3 separate regions of the Rattus norvegicus genome follow, and all the other regions are linked to region 2. A link is a contact called in public Hi-C data. All regions are on one chromosome and are shown on one strand. The core of a region is the stretch at or near the end of the contact, and the rest is flanking DNA. Distances in the headings are between cores, read along the strand shown.

Region 1 (3,065 bases), core at 388-2,887, 150 kb before region 2:
AAGCTCATGGCTGCAGAAGCACATGTATCCAAAGACCATACATGTCCGTTTAGGAGTTTTCCTTCTCGGTGTTCATTTCAAGTCAGGGCAAAATGTTTCCACCCAAATGCACTAGCTGCAATGAACATATCTTCTGAAAAAGAACTCCTTACTTAAATCCAGCACTTATCAAGGGGTTCTTGGTGCTGCAAACCATGAATAGAGATTAAGTAGGGCCATTTAAAATGGATCATGGGGAATTCATTGGAGTTTAAAACTCCAAAGTGAGAAGATTCTTGAGCTATCACTGCCTAGCCATTTGCAACTCAAAATGCTACTGGTCTGGTGAGTTAGCATCTGGAATAAGAAGCTAGGCATACCCAGGTTACAAGCAGCCAAGTAGGACCCAGTCTTGAGAACAAACTGCAGCCTGCCTCAGTTTTCATTGTGCCTAGGAGCTGGTATAAACTGTTGGTCAAATTCTGATCTCATTTTAGTTTTCTCAAAAACTACACCAAGATCAAATCAAGAAATCTTAAAGCAGATGACATTAACATCATCAAAACCCCCTACCCTTGCCTCTGGGGAGGCAGAGGCAAGTGGATCTTTGTGAGTTCAAGGTCAACTTTATCTAGATTAGCAGAGTTGAATGACAGGATTCTGTCTCAGTTTAAAAAAAAAAGTTGTCCTAAAACACAAACACGGTCTCCTTTTTGAGACAGTGTGTGAAGAGGATAGAGGGAGATGGAAGAGAGATAGGGAAGAGGGGAGCGGTGTGGGAAGGGATAGTTCATTCTAGATTTATACAAATTCAGCATCTCAACCTGACTAAAGAAGTCAAGAAGGAGTGAGGTGATAGTAGTGAGATTTGGAAGAAACTAAATTCCTAAAAACCGAGAAAGGGCAAACAGGAAAGAGCAGGAGACAACCCTGCTCCTTCTTAAGTTTCCTAGGGGCTTCCCCTCTAAACTCGAAGGATGAAAGCCACGTGAGACATTCTGGGCCAAGTCAGGGCTCCCTAAGGCCAGAAAAAGACTAGAATGAAAACAGAATGCGTCTACAGTCTCCTTGTGAATCCGGGCCACAGTCTGCTCTGCACCCAAGAATTCCAGGGGAAAGTGAAGTAACCAGCTCAAGCCATTGCAGCTAGAGTTGGGCCCACTCCAACAGAAACAACAACAAAGAAACAAGAAAACACTTTCATTTCTTTGAAATCAGGTTTCCAAGTCAATAAGCCAAAGTTTCCTAGAGTGAAGCGCTCTGAAGATCTGGATGTCCTGTTTGATTGCACTCTAGGGTCCCAGGACTCTGCTTTCAAGTCACTCTCCATTCCCGGAACCTTCACCACCCCCCAACCTCTCACTGTCCCATTCCACCCTCACCCCCTTGCGCGCTGCTCTGAGTGCTCACCTGCGATGTCCCAGAGCTGCAGGCGCACCACCGTCTCTGGGTCCCAGTGGAGCACCTTCAGCGCGAAGTCCACACCAATGGTGGCCCGGTAGTGGGAGGAGAAGTTTTGGTGCACGTAGCGCTTGATGATGCTGGTCTTGCCTACACCTAGGTCGCCGATTACCAGCAGCTTATACAGGTGCTCCTTGTGCGGTGTCTGCATCCTGGAGGCCCGCGGGTCTTGCGGAGCCTGGAGCTTGCCCTGGGAAGCACAGCCGGGGCACGGCACAGGACGGAGACTGGAGCTCTATGTGGGCGCTAAGGCTAGGCGTGCTGGCACAGGCTAGGGAGCTGGGGCGGAACTCCTCCCCCGGGTTTAATCCTTCCTACTCCGCGGTCTCCAAAGTGGGAGGAGACAGGAGCAACTCCTGGGACTGGAAACCAAAGGACCCGGGACCTCCGTGCCTGTTCCAGTTCTTATTTGCACGGTGCTTTACACTTTCGCAAAGATTTTTCTCTCGCCTTCCGTCCATGACACAAACTTGTAAGGTGTGGGTTTTGTTTTCCACGTTCTGCCTGGGAGAGAACTGAGAGTTGAAAAGTATACAGGTCTTCTGAGGCTAAGGGGCCCTGTTGCCACCCACAGTGTTGTGAGGTTGGGGAGGCCAAAGCAGCAGGTGCTATGGCCCCTATTGTTGAATGACATTAGACAAACCCTTTGAGCTCCTTTTGCTTGGGCTATATAAAACAGTACTGCTGATCTCTTAGCACCTTTTCACCTATTCAACTGTTAATGACTTTAAGTAGAGGCCACCAGAGGTGAAAAGCAAAGAGCTTGCTGCCTCCACCCTTATCCTAAACCCTCCAATCTAGACTGAGCGATACACACGTGGTTTTACTATAAGTAACAGCAGATATTTATAAATTTTCCCATAATGCACCACTTTGTCATCCTGGAAGTCTTAAAACTAAGTATCATTATTCTTCCTCTTTTACAATAAGGAGTCCCAAGAACCGGATATACCTTAGAAATGTAAAGAAAGTGCCTGCTTAAAATCCAGGTCCTGCTGGATTCAACACCTGCTTTCTTATTCATTCACTTAATCATTCGTTCATAGGTAGCTGACCTATGCAGATACCTGTGTGCTTGTGGGGATATAAAAATAATCAGAGATCTCCAGCGGAATAAATGCACACATATAAGAAAGGTAGTATGGAAAGTCTGTATGTGGTTGACTGTTTACTTAGGGAAACCAGAGAAAGTCTCCCTTGGCAGGTGGGAATTTCCGGGGGAACTTAAGGCTGTGAGGGAAGGAGGGAGCAGATATTTGGGATCAGTATTCTACTTCAAAATGGGTTATTTTTACCCGGTGTGCTCAGAAAAACACTCATTCCATGCAGTCTTATTTCGTCTTTATATTTCTTTATGAAGCATCAACAAAATCAGACCCTTGCCAGATCCCAAACCACACCCCTGTAGGTAGGAAAAAGAAAAAAATCTTTGTGCCTGAAGATCTGATGGAAGAAACTAGCAGATAAGGAGAAAATTGAGACCCAGAGTGGCTCAGCCCTCACTATTATAGGTGTCCCAACATTTTTGCAGGCCCTAGCCTGTTTCCCAGGCCAGAAACTAGCTGTGTCATCTTGACTTTAATTTGGTCTTTCCTGTTATTGGAACATCAGACATCCAAATATGG
Region 2 (3,202 bases), core at 662-3,161:
TTTCAAATCATAAGAATGTGTTGAGCCCATTAAGACAGAAAGTAATCTGTTCAAAGAAATGAGGTACCTCTCTCCTCAAAGATTGTAGAGACTAACACCTCAGTATACATCCTTCCAAAGGATTCAGCCAACATGAGTCTTCTAATATATAAAAATGATTTGAGTTGATAGGGATCAATGTTTAATTTTCATATCAGGGGTCAGATCTCTGTGTGTCTTTAATTGAGTTAGAGTCAAGAGTAGGTTTATAGGCAGAGGCTCCTATTCAGCTATATCCATGTATGTTTCACACATTAGTCTCTCTTACTTTCTCTTTCTTTCTTTCAGATTAACACATTAGATGGAGACAGTTGGATTTCATCCCCGACAAGTGGCTTATGTGAGTATTTTACTTATCAAAGTAGGCCTGACCTTCAGGTTCTTCCAGCATCCCTTGGTCCCTACCTGGTGCACGAAGCCCTCTATCCTGAACTTTGCAGCCTTGGAGCAGGGCTGCCCTTCCCCCAGAGGCTCTTCCCTATATAATCCAGACATTTTGTTCTCTTGTCCCTCCTCTCTTCTGACCCTCTGTGAGAACTTTCTATCTCTTCCCCCTCTCCTCTGTCTCCTGTCACAAGGCTGCTTCCCTGGCCAGTGAACTTGCATCCCCTAACAAACGCAGCTTCCCAATAAACCTGAGATAGAGATAGATAGATAGATAGATAGATAGATAGATAGATAGATAGATAGATAGATAGATAGATAGATAAGATAGATCTGTGATCTGGCTTGAATTGGCTTATTTTGCAGGTGGAGAAATAACTTATCAAAAACTTCATGTGATAAGGCAATGCCAACCCTGTCTCTCCCTTCTGCCTCGTCTCCAAGCTCAAATTTAGAAAAGAAACAAACTGTTGTAGACACTGCCCAGGATTAAGCTAAACCCAGTCACCTGGAATTAATTAAATGAATCTTCTTTGGGGGGAGAGGAGGTGGGATATGTGACAGCCTTTATTCTATTCACAAGAAAACTACAGTTTAGAACTGTCTTTGCTACTCAGACTGAGAGGGGAGACCAGAAGTGTCACTCTTGTGACACGCGTACTAGTGATTTCCTAGGTCTGAGGCACGTGGAATGTCCCAGTGTTCACTCACTACATATTCCCTGAGAGCCTTCCATGAGCGTGGCACTAAGTTTGGTTCATTTCCAAACACTACTGGGTAAAGTGTGACAAAAGAAACAGGACAAAGCTTTTGTCTATCTCTTGAAGTCCTTAAACAGAGCAGTCCAAAACGTCAAGGGCAGGAGCAGGTAAAACAGTCCTTTGCAGGCGGTGGGGTTGGGGGAGGGGCAGCTTGCTAGGTCCCAGAGTATGAGCTCAGCACGATTTTTAAAAACAAGAACCTGTCAGACTTGAGTGAAGGATCAAGAAAGCAGATCTCTATTTGCTTGTAAGAAATCAAAGCAAATAAAACAAGTAGAAACACCAGGAGCAAGTTTCCTTGAATATATAAGTTGTGAGATAATCAGGAAAGTAAGTGTAAAGTTAGAAGTTCTCAGCAGCTCAAGTTTCAACTTAGCGGCCATGGCTCGGATCCCCCAAGGGACCGTTCGTCAGCTCTTAACTCTCCAGTCACCCATAAGTGCCGGACCCGCGGCAAGCACCCAGGGACCGAAAAGGACGGGTCGGGATCACAGAAAGCGGCTTACCCATTACCGAGCAGTTAATGTGACTTCGGGGATGTCTAGGGCCCACCTGGAAAACCCAGGTACCCAGCAGGTCAGGGTAAGTGCAGTTGGCAGGAGTGTCGGAGCTCACGGTGCAGACTCCCAAAAGCACCAGCAGCAGGGCGGCGCGCAAGGAGTGGGTCCACGGACCCATGGTTGACGGCGCCCGGAGAGCAGATGGCAGAGAAAACAACAACTAGAACACTACGCGATGGGAGTCAGGCGACCCCTGTGGCTCGCGCCCTAAAATACCCAAGAGCCCGGAAACCCTGGGTCCTGGGGCGGGGTTACAGGACGCTGAGAACAGAACGAGGTGGGGGAGGAGCGGCCAGGCTGGGAGGACAGGGGCTTGGAGTGACTGAGATGTGGGGAGGGCCAGGGTGTGACTAGGTGAGGCAGCACTAGGTGGAAAGAGCTGAGTGAGATAGAATTACCTGTGGCCTGAGGAAGTTAGTGATCCTGTAGGGTGGGGACAAGCACCAGCATGAGGAAGGAGGATAGTGGCCTTTGGGGACCTCTGCCTTTCTTTCACGGGACCCTGAAGCTGAGGACTCTGTTGCTGTGTTTTGTAATGTCAGTGTGATTAAAATAGAATCTACCCTGTGCCAGGACAAGGTTGACAAGAGGCTTAAGTCTACGGAGGCTAATTCTCTTTCCCTTGGTTTTGGCCGCTTTCCTGCATTTCTGACTCCTGTGGGAAAAGTTTACTAGCTAACCTGAGCCACTCGTTTGAGAATTTCTGTTCTATTTCACAACTCTACCTTCCTATCTTCAGGGTTTTGTTTCGCCTCCTGTCTGTCTACTTACCAGAAGATTTCAATTGTAGTGCATATTTACAGGTTTGGTGAATCCGTTTTTTTTCCCCCTCTCTGGAACTTTATAGGATTTAGTTGAATGGGGGTGAGGGGGGTGACAGGGGATGATGACATTGTTCAAGCCTTCTGTTTTCGGAATGAAAGCAAGAGGTAGAGAAAGAGGAAGTAACTTGCTCAGAAAGATGGTCTTCTGAGCTCGGTGTCAGGCTTTCCCCAGGGTGAGTTCCTGTGAGCATGGTTGCACCTTTCCTCCTCTGTGGGGTCTTGCCCGCATTTGTTAAGTAGCAGTCATTAGGGAAGCCTCCTCCTCTGGGGAGAGCTGTTCTGAGTTGCCTGGCTGTTGTTGGCTGGGATCATGTTCTTGCTGAGCTAATTTGAGAATACAGAGATGAACCAGGCAGACTTGATGAGCCTCTTTGCCTTACTATGTTTATGCACTTTTTTAAACCTCATCCTACAGATCACAGGTATTTACACGCAGGCCTTTTTTTTTCTTTCTACTGAGTACAAGCAGTCTGAGGAAGCAATGTGTTTGAAGAGCAAACCACTTCTGTCTCTAAATTCTGATTTAAAAGCACTCAGACTTCTAAGCCAGAAGGCACACTTTGATAGGGGTCCTTCTTGATAACTAAGGGGCTAGAGTGTTCTTTCATATGAAATTAGGCTACAAGAGCTAAAT
Region 3 (3,263 bases), core at 647-3,146, 150 kb after region 2:
AGCCCACCAAATCCTGTATGTTTTTATTGTAACTTTAAAACTCTTTTCTGCGGTATTTAAAAAGTGACAGTATGAAGTGCACAAAATCACGCTAACAACTATTTAAAAAGTAAAGGATTAGTAATTGCTTTGCCTTTTTTTGGAATGGCTGAGAAAGACTGTGGTTGATATTAAGGTTCCTCTGTTTTAGTATTCTGTATTGCTTTGAAAAAAATCTACATTTGTCATAGTACATAGCTGCCCCATGTAAGCAGCCAAGAAAAGATAAAATCGCTACTTATGGGCATAGCAAAACACTTGCTATGCTTGACTTTCCTGTATTGAGATTCTGTTACTCTTATTATTTTCCACATCAGCCCCTCCAATTGTAACATCTTCATCAGGTTTATGGACTACTCTTCCAGAGGTGGGACTGGGGGGCAAAACAGCCACCAACAACAGAGGATCTCTTTGTGTATCAGGTTCTCAAATAAAGAAACAAGGAAGCTCATTGAGTATCTTACTATTTTAACTGGCAACACTAACGGAAGGGTATTTATAAGGAGGAGTGCCTGTGTATCGTGAAAGAGAGCCAGGCTATAGCTCACAAATTATTATTACAAAGAGAATTTCCAGCTACACAATGCACCCCAGTGAGGGAATTAAAAAACAGTGTTCCAGAAAATATTTTTTTTTTGCTACTCCAGTATTGATTGGCAACATGGTGAAATAGTCCAGAAATCTTGCACTGGTTTTCTTGGTTAATGGTATCCAGGATGCAGGCTTTCAGAAGTGTATCTCCCAGCCTGTTTGGAAAGTCTCTGCTAGAAATTCTCTGTACATTAACACAACACTCACTACCCGTTTGTGTTACTCAGTAGACTCACAAGCTGAGAAAGTACTGGGCACTAGTGACTATTAGCTTCTCAAGGTCTACTACATGGAGGGACCAGGGAAGGAAGGAAAAAAAAAGGAGAAAAAACAGGTTGACTTTTGGTCCCAGATTTTTCGAGTTAGTTAGAAAATGTACATTCAATGTTTGGTGACTCAAAGACTCTTCTGGGAAAATGAAGTAAACAAACGAGACTATGCACAGTTGCTTATTAACTCTACTTTTCACTGTTCAGGATGTTGCTTCATACTGTTGCTGCCTCAGAGCAAAGCACTTGGTACTGAAACTGTTTAACCCACTCCTGGTCAGCACTCCAAATATAGAAGCAGTGTTTCTTAAAAGCCCATGTTTTCTAAGGCCACTAGAAGATAATCTGCCAGAAGATGTGTAGTTGGTGTCGTCATCGGCCGTCATGAAATAGCACTGTTGATCTCATGTCTCCACCGTGTGTGTCCTTGGCATTTTTCACCTCGGGTTCTCTGTTGGGGTGACTATGGGTGTCGCTGCGCCCATCTGTGAACACCGAGGTCTGCTGCTCAGGCCTATCTCAGGGAAGTTTCCAGTGGCTCACAACGATGAAGAACTCTGCGTGTAATCTCTGATGATGAGAGTGTCATATTTGGGAGAGGATGGGATGCAGAGGGCCGATTCTGAGACTGGAGAGTTTGGGGTGGTGCTCCCCGAGTCCACCGAGTCCCTGAAGGGCGATGGTGGAGTGAGGGCCACAAGCTCCTCCAGATCTGGTTTGCCCGGGGCGGATTCAGCTCCTGTGGGCGTCTCCTGGGCAGGTGATACCCCTGTCGCCCCCTGAGCTCCTCCGGTCACCTCGATGGCCGGCAGCGGCTGGATCTCTGCGAAGGTCGTCATGGTCGTGGGCAGCTGAATCTCTTTGGGGATCAGGTAGGAGGAGCAGATTGGAGTACCAGGGGGCCCCGGCGTGGCCGCGGTGGACAACATCATGGAGTTGAGCTCGGAGATGTTGGCTGTGAAGCGCGTCACTACGCTGCTGATCTGCTCCATGAGCGAGCCCTGGGACGAGCTGCTGCGAGCAGCTGTCTCAGAGTGCAGCGACGGCGCATCATCATCTGTGCGGCCCGCCGAGCCTGCGAGGTGGCTCAACGTGCTGATGGGCGATGGCGAGCGCGGCCTGGCAGCCGCGGGGAAGCTCTCCTCTGCCTCCGCCACATCATAAAGCGCTTTGGGACCGGCGTCCGGTGGCTCCGGGCCACCTGTTGCTGTGCATCCTGCGTTACCAGCACCAGCTACACCGGGACCCGAGCCACCACCTGCCGCTGCACCAGGCCCCCGGTTCTCTGTGCTCTTGGGAAAGGGTTTGATGACCGCCGTTTGGTTGGGGTTCTCCTTCTTGTTGATGTGGACAGACAGTCGCTGCCACAAATGTTGCCCCCGGGTACTCTTCTCATTCTGGGCCCAAGTCACAGATTTTCCGTTGGAGCTGTGGAGAGAAAAGAGCAGAGAGGTGACTCAGCATGTGCTTCAGTAGCCTTCCATGTAGCTTCCCCAATGGTGGGAGGTGATGGGAACTTGATCAGGAAGGTCATTCTGTCATCCTAGAAGGAATGAGCCACCAGGACAGGTGGTCATTTGTGCTATTACAGCAAGGGGATCAAGTATTAGGACGAAGGACCATTTGTCAGTATTCTGCAGTCATTTAGACCTCACCATGAGCACAGCTATGCTTGGTTCTGCCAACGCAAATTTGGAGGTTGGTCCCATCGCGTTGTGTATAGAAAAGCTTGGCACAGAGCCGCAGGTTTCTTAGGTCTAGCAGCATCCAGATGGAAATGTTAATTAAACCAAGACCTCAACTCACCAGCAGTTATGGGAGAGGGAGGGAGAGGTGAAAGATTCAAGATTACCAGGTAGCAGTCAGTAGCTCCAGATCAGCTTTTATTCTGCAGATGGGCACATATACTTAGGGATTGCTGGGTGAACTCCTGATTTTGAACCTGGTTTTATTTAGTCTGCCTTATCTGCTGGAAAATACGAATTTCATGAACACACACACACACACACACACACACACACACACATTTCTAATTATTAAAAATTTCTACACCACAGGAGTTCTTATAACTTTGATTTTAGGTCTGCGACTTGAGTAATAATTCCACCAGAAAAACTGTCATGTATTGCCTTGAACACCTCGAACAGCAATCTAGAATTAGGGCCTTGATAAGTGTTGCCTTACTGACAGACATTCTGAAGGCCTTCAAGCTTTCTTCTCCCAGGCAGCCGGTGTGCTCTGAAGGCTACTCTGGTGAGGATATATATTATGCCTCAACTTCAGAATCTGCCTTCTTCTTTATGCCAGAATGGCTGGTAACCACCAGAACATAGATGCTCCAGTCAGAAACATTACGGTGGTCAG

Evidence for each region. A called contact is a pair of places that touch in the nucleus more often than the background predicts.
Region 1: a contact with region 2 is called in a Hi-C map of Schwann cells, with 2.6 times the contacts expected there. The contact joins the promoter of Rab38 here to the promoter of Ctsc in region 2. A contact is called at or near these places in 2 of 12 Hi-C or Micro-C datasets (Schwann cells and mammary epithelial cells).
Region 3: a Hi-C map of liver shows a contact between it and region 2, with 2.3 times the contacts expected there. The contact joins the enhancer-like site here to the promoter of Ctsc in region 2. A contact is called at or near these places in 2 of 12 Hi-C or Micro-C datasets (liver and mammary epithelial cells).

Annotation. Positions count from the first base shown.
Region 1 is chr1:151,593,725-151,596,789 of GRCr8, reverse strand. Rab38 (RAB38, member RAS oncogene family) reads right to left here and starts at 1,637. Exons shown (of 3, transcript NM_145774.3): 1 at 1,390-1,637. The coding sequence starts at 1,591.
Region 2 is chr1:151,439,758-151,442,959 of GRCr8, reverse strand. It overlaps Ctsc (cathepsin C), which reads right to left and starts at 1,911. Exons shown (of 7, transcript NM_017097.2): 1 at 1,691-1,911. The coding sequence starts at 1,862. LOC102554680 (a long non-coding RNA gene) reads left to right here and starts at 2,341. Exons shown (of 3, transcript XR_005499289.2): 1 at 2,341-3,202.
Region 3 is chr1:151,291,599-151,294,861 of GRCr8, reverse strand. It overlaps Grm5 (glutamate metabotropic receptor 5), which reads right to left. Exons shown (of 9, transcript NM_017012.2): 9 at 1,303-2,327. The coding sequence ends at 1,439. Among named protein-coding and RNA genes, the nearest start is that of Ctsc, 150 kb to the left of the region's middle. Within about 2 kb of position 1,896, at least 2 of the 93 cell types and tissues checked have an H3K27ac peak or open chromatin away from gene starts, as enhancers often do. A contact at or near this core is called in liver, where this site is marked.